Regions from separate parts of the Ovis aries genome. Here region 1 is linked to region 2. The links are chromatin contacts, called in public Hi-C maps. All regions are on one chromosome and are shown on one strand. Each heading gives the region's core, a stretch centred on a gene start, on an enhancer-like site or on the middle of the called end of the contact. The rest is flanking DNA. Distances are from core to core; before and after follow the strand shown.

The links. Hi-C and Micro-C count contacts between places; a contact is called where the count stands out from the background.
Region 1: a contact with region 2 is called in a Hi-C map of hypothalamus, with 3 times the contacts expected there. The contact joins the promoter of SCARB2 here to the enhancer-like site in region 2. A contact is called at or near these places in 6 of 16 Hi-C or Micro-C datasets (blood, hypothalamus, omental adipose tissue and 1 more).

Annotation. Positions count from the first base shown.
Region 1 is chr6:91,865,343-91,871,458 of ARS-UI_Ramb_v3.0, forward strand. SCARB2 (scavenger receptor class B member 2) reads right to left here and starts at 3,144. Exons shown (of 11, transcript XM_060417251.1): 1 at 2,688-3,144. The coding sequence starts at 2,804.
Region 2 is chr6:91,819,565-91,825,310 of ARS-UI_Ramb_v3.0, forward strand. It overlaps SCARB2 (scavenger receptor class B member 2), which reads right to left. Exons shown (of 11, transcript XM_060417251.1): 3 at 5,218-5,365; 4 at 3,448-3,636. Among named protein-coding and RNA genes, the nearest start is that of NUP54, 37 kb to the left of the region's middle. Within about 2 kb of position 4,102, at least 12 of the 54 cell types and tissues checked have an H3K27ac peak or open chromatin away from gene starts, as enhancers often do. A contact at or near this core is called in hypothalamus, where this site is marked.

The sequences.
Region 1 (6,116 bases), core at 1,894-4,393, 45 kb after region 2:
CAGGCATATCCTAGGTCTGTGTGAAGCTCATACAGTGTATGGAGGCTGTCCCTAAGAAAAGAAAACATTGCATACAGAATTAGGTAGAGGGCCTTGGAAGGGCCCGTGCAAGTGAGGGACCCAAAGTGTAAGCTTTGTGAGTTTCATGGTAAATGCACCCCCAAGATGGCTAACATTCTCATTTCTCTCAGGAATGAAACAGGTTCAGAGAAGTTATGTAACTTTCCCAAAGGCAAACAGCCTAGAAATGTCAGGGCTAGGATTTGAACATAGGGTATCTAACCTCCAATCTCATGTATTTTTTATTTGCTTCTAGCAAAAATAAAACTGCTATCATTTACAAATAACTATCGTGGTGGTGGTGGTTAGACGCCCCATGAACTGGAGCCCTCCAGGCTCCTGTGTCCATGGGATTTCCTAGGCAAGAATACTGGAGTGGGTTGCCATTCCTTTCTCCAGGGGATCTTGCCACCCAGGGATTGAACCCATGTCTCCTGCATTGCAGGTGGATTCTTTACTGCTGAGTCACCAGGGAAGCCCTACAAATAACTATACATACTACTGTATCCCATGAAAAGTACACCCATTTTCTCTAGTAATTCTTATAATTCTTCTATTTACATGAATAGTTGTTATCCTCATTTACAGATGGAAAAGCCTAGAATTAAGAAAGGTTAAGTACTAGCCTAAGGTTACCCAGCTAGTACACAGTGGAGCCGGATTCCTGCCTGCGAATTAACCTGCGAAGTCCTTACTCTTTCCGCCATCTCATGCTACCCCCCTACAGGCGACCCAGGAAAGCGGAGTGGTAGTGATGGTAACGCGTGACCTCTGGTTGTCTTACCATATTTCCACACCTGTCCACACCTAGCCCTGTCATTAGTTTCAAACAGCACATGGTGCAGTGTTCCTTAACAGAGTGAGCCAGTTCTGAAAGTTCACTTCTCCTGTACTTTCATTTACAGTCAGATCAGAGTCCATTCTTCATGGAGAAAACCACCTTTAAAAGCCAATCACCAAATATCAGTGCAAACTTAAGCCGCAGCCCAGCTGCCTTACAACTGCCCTCCACCCCCACCACCTCCCTACCCAGTGCCCATGAATGTAGACCCACAGAGCATCCGAAGGCTGACAATGCCTGAGGCACAGGGTGGGGAGGTCACCCATCTCACAGACCTCTCCTGAAACAGCCTTTCAAAGCCACACAAGAAAATCCAATTGACTATCATTGGATTGCTTAACTCTAGACATCCAAGCAAGAGGTTACATCCTCAAAGAGGTTACATCCTTAAACTACCTTGCCAAGGACAGGTGGACAAGGGTGGAGAGATTCAATTTAGTTTTTTCTTTGAACACGCTTTGAACAATAGCCTTTGAGAAGCTCAGACAGTGGGTTCTGTCACCCCTTGACAATGTGAACTTTTAAAAAATTAAACTATGTTTTGCCAGGGCATTTTTTTTTAAGTGGCTTCAGATTTCAAGTAATTGATGACTTTTAGAAACCTCTATTTAAGAAATAGGTCTGTTGCCACCTGGAATGAAACAATTTTGCTAACTGGGAGCGCAGTGACCAATTCTGGAGGAGGCCCCAGCTTTTATTATCTAGCCAACAGCAAGTGTAAACGAGTGGAAGAAATCAGGCAGTGATGGGTGCTAACAAGAAAGGCTTCTCCAATAACTTTTTAAAAAGGAAAAAGTGACCCCAATAACTCTCTCTGGTTCCTCTTTCCACACAGATTGGTGGATGTGGGTGAAAGGGCAAGAGAAATGACCACTGGTGAAATCATAGGATGGAGAGGTCTGAAGTGACCAGCTCTCCAGCCCACTCATCTGAGAGGAAGAGATGGGCTCAGATTAAGAATTTAAATGGAGCTTTGCCTAAGCTTAGGGTTGTTTGCGGAGAAGGCGATGGCACCCCACTCCAGTCCTCTTGCGACTTAGCAGCAGCAGCAGGGTTGTTTGAGAAGAGCAAGAAATCCATGTTGAGACAAAGCAGCACAGACTGCTGGTACAAGACACCAAGCTGCTAAGTCAGCTAGTCAGCACAGGCTCTGATGAACTGAAATGTCACCCAGCCCGCAGGCCTGGCCTGGCTACCAAGTGCGGGGCTCAGCCCAGGAAGGCAAGAACACAACAGACGAGGCACCAGCCTCTCATCCCCATCTCACACCACTTCAAAGGCCAGGGCAAGCAGCCAACACACCTGCGGGGTGGCGGTGTCTTTCATTTAGTTTTTCTTCATAAAGTGGGAGGGAAATGAGTTTGGGCCCAACAGAGATTGGGGCGCGGGGAGGGCCCAGAAAACAAATGACAATGTAAGTGAAAGCCTTCTTTCAAAATCTAGACCCACAGTCTTGTTTATTACTCTAAAAGGAACAGAATTATTCCTCTCCAGCCTTCCTTAACTCTTACCCACCCAGCCCAAGAAGACAAGGAAGAAAGGAGGGCCCTAGCCTCTGGACTAGGGTTATAGGGGGTGCAGATCCACCCTGCACAAGGTTCAGCAGTGGGAGGGTGGGCTGAAAGTGTCCACCCAACCCGGCTCACGCGCGCGCCCGTACACGTACACACACACACACACACACACACACACACACACACACAGCACACACACACACACACACACACAGCACACACACACACACACACACACACACACACACAGCACACAGCCCGCCACGCCTCACCTTCTCGATAGTCTGGTCCACGGCCTTCTGGAAGACTCGGGCCACCAGCAGCGTGATGCTAGTCACCAGCAACAGCAGGGACAGCGTCCCCACCGCGTAGAAGCAGCACCTGCCCATTCCGCGCACCGCTCCAAGGCCGGGAGGCCAGCGACCGGAGGAGAAGGAAGGAGGGAGAGACGGAGGGGCGCCGGCGGAGCGGCCGGAAAACCCGGGACCCTCGGGCGCCTGCGGCCCAGCAGAGGGGCCCGGCTCCCGGCTCCGCGACTGGGCGAGAGCGGCCCCGCTTGCACCCGGCCGGCCGGAGGGGAGAGGGAGTCTCGCTTTGGTTTCGCTTTCTCCGGCCTCGGTCGCCGCGGCGCCCGCCTGGCGCAGCTCGCGAGGCAGAGGGAGCGCGCAGCGCGGAGACGCTCGCCGGCCCGGCCCGCCGCAACCCCGGGAGGCGACAGGCGGCAGCTGCGCGGGGAAGCGGGCGGGGCGGAGGCTGAGCCCGCAGTCATGTGCCCCGCGGCAGCGGCCGCGATTCGGCCCGAGCGCCCCGCGGCCGGTCCCGGGGGCCGCCCAGCCCCGGCGGCTCCCTGACCCTCGCCCAGCGACGCCCCCGCCCTCTCGCCGCAGGCCCCGTGGTTACCGCGGGAAAATCGCCTGCTCTCCAGTCTCTACTCTCTCCCCAAGATACGAGCTGCGGGCTACCAAGCGCCGAGCGCCGGGGATTCAGGATGGATACACGCTGCCCCTGCTATCTACACGAGCTCACAAGATAGCGGGACACTGTTACAGCAATTAAAGCACAATGTAACTAGTGCTTTCAGAGGTGGATGAGGAGAGCTGTGTCAGCAAGCACCTCTACCCTGGTGATCTAGCACCCCACGACTGAACCGGTCAAGGGGGATGGGTAAGGGTTTGTCATGTGAAGGGTGTGTACAAAGGAGAGGGGAAGCTTTTGGAGAAGAAAAAGCTGTGTTAAGATATCGGGGGCGAGGGGCGGGGGGTGGAAAAAAAGAATTGTATTGATCAACCATGCTAGAGGTCTCTCCATTATTTCTATAGAAAAAATTGTTTGTATAGACATACTTATTCTATAGAATAATTAAGCTTTCATAATTAAGAATAAGCTTTTTAAAACTTAAAAAAAAAAAAAGGATATTGGGGTTGAAAAACCCGAGATTGCCGGAGTAAAGTCTTTTTTGACTCTAGGCTCTGGTGTGCAGTATGGGGTAGGGGTATGGAAGCCCCTTGGGGTCAGACTTTGAAGGACTCTTGTGTCCTGTAGGAGAGTTGGGACTTTATCCCTCCGCATTGGGGGCAGCAAGAAGCTTCAAGCAGGGGGCCCTCATGTTCTCATCTGCTTTGCTCACTAATGTGTTCTAGTCACCCCAGGTAAAGTCCTCACTCAGCAGAGACTCAATAAATATCAGTTGAGTGAACATCAACTATACTCCAGGCCTTGATTAGGTGCTCACACATCTATTTAATACTGGCAGCAGCCTGGTGGCTCTTTGTCCTGGTCCCCCGCCCAAAGTATCTGGAGGGGAGACTGCTCTAGAGATTAATGAGGGAACATGGTTGGGGAGCTAGACCTGGGGTGCAGGAAGGAGAGAGGGGAGGAAGGAAGGTTGAGTTGAAAGAAGCATCTTATGCTACAGTGAAGCTCTAAGAAAGTTCAGCAAGGCCTTGGGGGAGTCTTCAAGCCAAGCTACCCTGTCCCAGGAGCCCAGCGCCTCCCAGGAATAGGCTTCTCGTATTTAGTCATGGGCTGGGAGCAGCACTAGGAAACTGGCCTCTACACCATGCTGGGGATGAGAACTAGATGACAGATTTTAGGGCTCAGCAGCTGGGGCCATTGGTCATTTGTGCACGATCTGAGAAGTACATTTTCTTGGCCACGATGGTAGTTTTAATCCTCTTTTACACACAGGGAAACCACAAGGCTCTTAGGGGCGAGTAACCTAACAAGCTCAACCGGTTGCTGAGTGGTAGATCCTGCCTGTACCAGAATGCAGGCCTGGTGGCTTCCAAAGCCCTTCCCTTTTCTACCCTGTGCATTGCTGCCTCCCAGCTGCCATCAATGAGAATCTGGGACCTGGAGGTTCAGTTAGGAGACTTTGCTGACCACTTGGTGAGCTGCTATGATGCATTAAAAATGGTGGCAAAAACTTTGATACTCCTTCTATTGAGTATTGTTGCCTGGAGAATCCCATGGACAGAGGAGCCTAGGAGGCTACAATCCGTGAAGTTTCAAAGAGTCGCACATGACTGAGGCAACTTAGGGCAGCACACAGCACTATTGAGAGGAGCATCTACACGGTTTGCCTTGGACTTGGGCTGGATTTAGGGATGGAAAGCACTAAGTCACCATGTCCTAGAACTTCTGAAGATAGATCATAAACACTTGCAGTTTCTTCCTGGGCCTCTGAAAATAGTAGCTTTTGGTGCCCTGAGCCACCACTAAGCCCAGCTCCCCTGAGGCCTCCAAGCTGGAGTGAACAGGGAAAAGACCATTGGGTGATGCCCTGCCAGCCTCTTGCTGCCCCCAGTCTCCTGCTGCTGCTGCTGCTAAGTCGCTTCAGTTGTGTCCAACTCTGTGCGACCCCATAGACGGCAGCCCACCAGGCTCCCCCGTCCCTGGGATCCTCCAGGCAAGAACACTGGAGTGGGTTGCCATTTCCTTCTCCAGTGCATGAAAGCGAAAAGTGAAAGTGAAGTCGCTCAGTCGTGTCCCACTCCTAGCGACCCCATGGACTGCAGCCCACCAGGCTCCTCCACCCATGGGATTTTCCAGGCAAGAGTCCTGGAGTGGGGTGCCATCTCCTTCTCTGAGTCTCCTGCTACCCCCAGCCATTTGAGTCTTGGGCCCCAGACATATGGAGCAGAGTGGTCCCTGCCTTGTCCGGCCCTGCCTGAAATGCAAAATAAACCACTGTTGTTGTTTGAAGCCACTAGGTTTGGGCATGTTACTGGGTTTTAGATAACTGGAGCAGATTGTGAGGGCAGGTCTGAGCCTGGACTCTGGCAATGACAGTACCCCCCCACCCCCGCCCCCGTTCCCAGGTCTACCCATCTATAGCTACCAAAGGTCAGCAGCAGCTGCCCTAGAGAACCAGGCCTGGGTGGGGTCTGGAATGATTCAGCTCCTCCAAACCTCATGGCCAGAATGTCTGGGTGGTCCCCAGTCATTCTGACACCACCAGCAGCCTTTCCCTACCTCCAGTCCTGACATGCTAACAGCCTGTTCTTTCCTCATCTCTGCTTCGGATTCTAGCTATCTCCCTGGGCTCTGTCCTGTGCCCCAGTTTGCTTCAGGGGCTGTGCCAGCCTGGTAGCCCTCACTTATCCCTTTCCTCAGCAGCCTGAGCCTGTGTGTGTCCTCTCCTGCACTAACTAGAAAAAAGTTTCGGTAACCTGCTTGCTTGAGTATTTGGCACCCAGTGG
Region 2 (5,746 bases), core at 2,852-5,351:
TCAAATGTAGGCTAAGCTAAGCGGGTAAGCATTTAAAGATTTCAGTCACTCAGACTTCTCCCCAACTGTTAGTGGCCTAAGAGTCAGACACAGAATATCAATGCTTCCTTGTTACTCACTAGAACTTTTGTTGTTTGAAGACAAATAGGAATAAGTAGGTTTTGTGTTACTGCAGTGGGGATGTGGGTTGCATACAAGAAACATATTACTGCAGGAGGTTGAGAAATGTTCTGAGAATAAGACATCATTCATACTCCTAGCATAACAAATGCATAATCCATCCATGCAATAGGACTGGCTGACTTCTCAAAGATCCTTCCCAGCCACCATCATTTTATGTAACACATCCAAGAATCCACACTCACTGGGAGGTGCCTGAACTCTTTTATGCCGAGGAAAACAGAGGTACCTTAAAATCAACAGGTACAGATATCCTGACTGGCTTTCCAGTAGGCAACTAAGAGATACCCAGCCAGGCCTCTTGCTCTTGGGAGCTGTCTTGCTCTCACACTGTCTGTATCACCTCTTCCTACTCACTCTCACATTCTGTCCTGCCATTTAAAGATGAAACAACCAAATCATTTGATTGTTTCATCATTAAAGTCTTTAAGGAAAAAATGTTCGATGGCCTTAACTAAGGTTTTCTTCTTTAGTCACAAGGTGCAGTGAAGCTGGTGGAATGGTCTAGGGGATCAGAGGGATATGTGGTAGATACCACTGGGATTAAGGAAAGACTGGAGGCCAGGCTCAGACAGGTGCAGAGCAGTAGGTGCCAGCAAAGTACACAAGCCCACGGTCTGTCCCAGTCTTGCATGAATGGCAGCCCAAGTGTGGATCTCTGTACTGCTGGCGACAGAGTCAGTATTTGGCTAGAGCAGATAAAAAACTGAACAAAAAACACCTTTGCATTTTTAAAAACAACAGTAGAGAGAGTTTATTCGGCTCCAAAATGGAAACATATACCAGTCATTCATATTATTAGTAATTCAGGGTCTTCTTTTCTGAGTGAGTCACAGAAAAGAAAAAACCAGTTCCTGAAATGTGTGTTGCAATTTATAGTTTGCAAAGCACTCTTGTGGACTCTCATTTTGGCTATTTCAAACAAGCTTTGAAGTGTGGATACCTTTATTCTCAAGTTACAAATGATGAAACTGAGGGTCAGAAAAGTCCCTTGGTTATTAAATTAAACAGTCAGGAAGTGGATCCAGCCCCTCTTGAGTCAATGTCTCACGCTCTTTTCCTGAACGTGGGAAATCCATGCCAGGTACTAATCCAACTGAGCAATGCTATGGTTTTTCACTAATGAGGTTTTATAGAGTTACAGTGGAGGCAAAGAAAGAAGAAAAAATAAAGTAAACCAACACATTCTTCCTGTGGGAAAGCAAAACTACCAATTTCTTAAATCAGCCTGTAAATGTGAATTACATTTTTAAAAGGTATTTAAGGATATTAGTTATAAGTCTGAGGCATGCATGCATGCTAAGTTGCCTCTATCATGTCCACCTCTTTGTGACCCCATGGACTGTAGCCCACCAGGCTCCTCTGTCCATGGGATTCTCCAGGCAAGAATACTGGAGTGGGTTGCCATGGCCTCCTCCAGGGGATCTTCCTGACCCAGGGATCAAACCCACATCTCTTATGTCTCCTGTGTTGGCAGATGGGCTCTTTACTGCTAGCACCACCTGGGAAGCCCCGTAAGTCTGATGGGGTCAGTGTAAAAACAAAAAGCAAGCTATACAATGAAAATTATCAGAGAAATACTGAGGTATGAGGAATAGAATCTACTTGGCAGATGGGTGGTAGCCTTTGTATCTCTCTGTAGGGAGTTTCCCTGCAATTATTTCTAGACAGGAGTTTAGTCACAACAAGAAATCAGTGCTTCCTCTGGTCCCATGGAAGCTGGGTTCCTGTCAGATGGAACCTTCCAGGGAACATCGATTGGGTCTGCTTGCCCAGAGTGAAGGATTTAGGGTTGGTAGGACCCTAGTCCTAGGACCCTCCTCCTCTTGTGAAGGTAATATCTAAAAGTTGTTAACCATTTTGTTAACCATAGTTTTTAAGTGTTATATATCCCTGACAGTACAGGGGCTGTGTTACCACCATTTACCAACTGAAATGCTAAGAGATTACAGGATGAGGTGATATTCTTCAGTAGTTAGAGCCAGAGAATAACCACAAATTTAAAGATGGGGAAATTAATCACAATTACATATCCTGCCCTGAACTTACCCTCTCTTCCTGAGTTTAAGTTTGTCATTTATCAACCTTTCAACTATCCATTTTACTCAAGTTTTTTTTGGGGGGGGGGTGGCGGGCAGGGGGATACAGACTTTAATTGCTTTTAGGTGGCACTAGCAGTAAAGAACCCACTTTCCAATGCAGATGTGAGACATACAGGTTCGATCCCTGGGTGGGGAAGATCCCCAGGAGAAGAGAACAGCAACCCACTCCAATATTCTTGCCTGGAGAATCCCACGGACAGCCCTCCCTGGAGGGCTACAGTCCATGGGGTTGCCATGAGCTGGACAGGACTGAGCAACTAACACTTTCACTTTCACTTTTTGTTTATTTCAAGCTCAAGCAGTTAATAACATATACTTCAAATAATAATTACTTGAATGCTGATAGTTTTGGTTTGCTCAGTTATGTCCGTCTCTTTGCAATGCCATGGACTACACAGTCCATGGGATTCTCCAGGCCAGAATACCGTTGTGGGTAGCCTTTCCCTTCTCCAGGGGATCTTCCCAACCCAGGGACTGAACCCACTGCAGGCAGATTCTTTACCAGCTGAGCCACCAAGGAAGCCCAAGAATACTGAAGTGTGTAGCCTGTCCCTCCTCCAGTGGGTCTTCCCGACCCAGGAATCAAACCAGGGCCTCCTGCCTTGGAGGTGGATTCTTTACCAGCTGAGCTACCAGGGAAGCCCATTTTGGGGGTTGCAAATCAAAGTAAATAAAATCTGCAAAGAAATGATGCAAAATTTCACTTATAAGCTAAATAAATCATAGGTGAAGGGCACATGGAGTTTCAAATTATCCAACATCTTTCACAAATGAGATGTCTGAAAATATAATAAGTACTTCCCATCCCTAACGTACTATCACATCCCTATTTAGTTTCTCATTTGCCTTTGTCAGGCTGATCCATGGGTTTAGTCACTAAGCCATCGAAACTTGACATTGATCACTCATATTTATGACACTTTGAAAGATTAATGGCACAGCCCCACTTCATACATTTTTTTCACACTCATTCAAAGTCAGTGCTGGTAGCATGTTGAAATTGTAGAAGTTTTTCTTCCCCTACTAAAGTACTTTCTTATTTTTCACATACTCTACAAGAGATCAAGAGTGCCAAGTAATTCACCCAAAGTGAAGATATAATCTGGCTTGCAATGCCCTCCTCTTCAGCTGAACACACAGTTTCTGAAAAGAAAAATCGACTTACCCCATAAAACAGGCCAAAATAGGGAGAGACGTCGTGTTTGAAAACGCTGATGAGGGATAAGATTTCATCTTTGTAACCCCAGAGCAGTTCATCCACCGTGTGGGTCACAAAGAGCTTCTGCCGATAGGCCTTCAGCAGGGCCTCGATGAACTCCCGGAGTAAGGGCAGCTGGCTCCATTCCATGGCGGTCTGAGGAGCACAGGCAAATTCAGACAGCTGTGTCTGCACCCCAACCACCTACCGTCCCTTCAGCAAAGGGGGCTGCAGATCTAAATGTAAGTATTGCGATCAAACAGCTGAAAAATCAGCCAGTGAGCTCCTCTCTGGCTGAGCATGAAGGATAAATCTCTTCACTTATTGTCCTTTCTCAGTATTACATTTCGTAAATGAGATCCTCACTTGCAACCCAGGAACCACAGAAAGGGAACAACTCTTGCGGTGCATTGGCATCGTTGCCACAAGATGGCACTATCTTCCTCCTGATCAGGGCTGGAGGCTGGGGGCGCCCGCATATACTGCCCCATTAGGCAGCTGGGCTGGGCCTGATCCGGGGTCTAATACTTTCCAGGTCCAGGCGCATATGTGGTGGTCACCTAGGAGTTAAGATGGGAGCCTCCGAGGGAATGAGTAGAAGTTTCTTGGGTCTCATGTATTTCTATTAACGATAATTGCCCTTAAAAACAGAGCCCAATACTAGGTTGTCTTCAACAGCCTAGTCTCTGCTATTTAAAAGGAGATGGGGGAAAGTCAATACATATTTTAAGGATTAAAAAAATCCATCATAGGAAGCGAAATATGTACACACTACTATATTTAAAATGGATAACCAACAAGGACCTACTGGAACTCTACTCAGTGTTATATTGTGCCAGCCTGGATGGGAGGGGAGTTTGGAGGAGAATGGATACATGTCTGTATATGGCTGAGACCCTTCACCGTTCACCTAAAACTATCACAACACTATGAACCAGATACACCTCAATACAAAATAAGAAGCTAAAAAGAAAAAAAAGTAGCAAGCAAATTCTATTGCTAGAGTTTCTGAACAAAAACAAGAGGGAAAATAAACACTTTAAATATGATCAGCTACCCTCCAAAATCCTAGAGACATGCTTATTTGCACAAGTCTGATCCTGAACACACAGGAAGAAACTGAAAAAAAAAATCTTAAAATTTGCACTTTGTCACCATTTGAAGAGACCACATTTGAAAAACCTCAAAAAGTCTAAAATGAACTTTAAAGAATGGAAGGGGAGAGATATAGATATATATACACATACACATATTAAAAAATTAAAATATGTACATATTAAAAATATATATATACACCTAAATATATAACTTAATAGCTCCTAAAAGCCCCAAGGAGATCCAACCAGTCCATCCTAAAGGAGATCAGTCCTGGGTGTTCACTGGAAGGACTGATGCTAAAGCTGAAACTCCAATACTTTGGCCACCTCATGCGAAGAGTTGACTCATTGGAAAAGACCCTGATGCTGGGAGGGATTGGGGGCAGGAGGAGAAGGGGACGACAGAGGATGATATGGCTGGATGGCATCACCGACTCGATGGACATGAGTTTGGGTAAACTCCGGGAGTTGGTGATGGACAGGGAGGCCTGGAATGCTGCAATTCATGGGGTCGCAAAGAGTCGGACATGACTGAGCGACTGAACTGGACGGAACTGAAAAGTAAAACTGTAATGGACTTAGCTTAGCTTTTTCCTTTCTTCTAAAATCCACAATAATGAGATTTAAAATGCCTACTTACCAATGCAGGAATATTTATTGTTCTAATTAAGTCAATTTTCGGGTCTCCAACAGATTTGTCTCGTTCAAAAACATAGGCCTTGTTGCTCACAGCGGATATTGTTGTTCCATTATCTCCAAATTGAATTTCGTCTTTGTTTCTGAGTTCCCTAAAAGAAAGAAAAGGATCTTGTTGAAAATAGGCAACACTTTGTTAAGTAATACAATTTTCATTTCTTTCATCATTAAAGTTATTTTCAATATAACATTCTCAGTATACTGGGAGAAACAGCAGATACTGAACCCCCTAAACACTGGAGATTCCAGCTACAATGTGGGAAGGAAATAAGACCCCAGAGAGAGTAAAAAACCTGTTGCTTTCCTTCTTTTCACCCATAATTTGGAAAAGCAATATGGGGTTACTTTGACTAGGCAATCAAAGCCAATAACTCTCTCTGAGGTTATAGTTTGGTTCCAAAACATTTTCAGATTTTTCAGTTTATAGATTCAATTTCCATTTCAATATGTCTACCAGTGTCTTTTCATTTCTA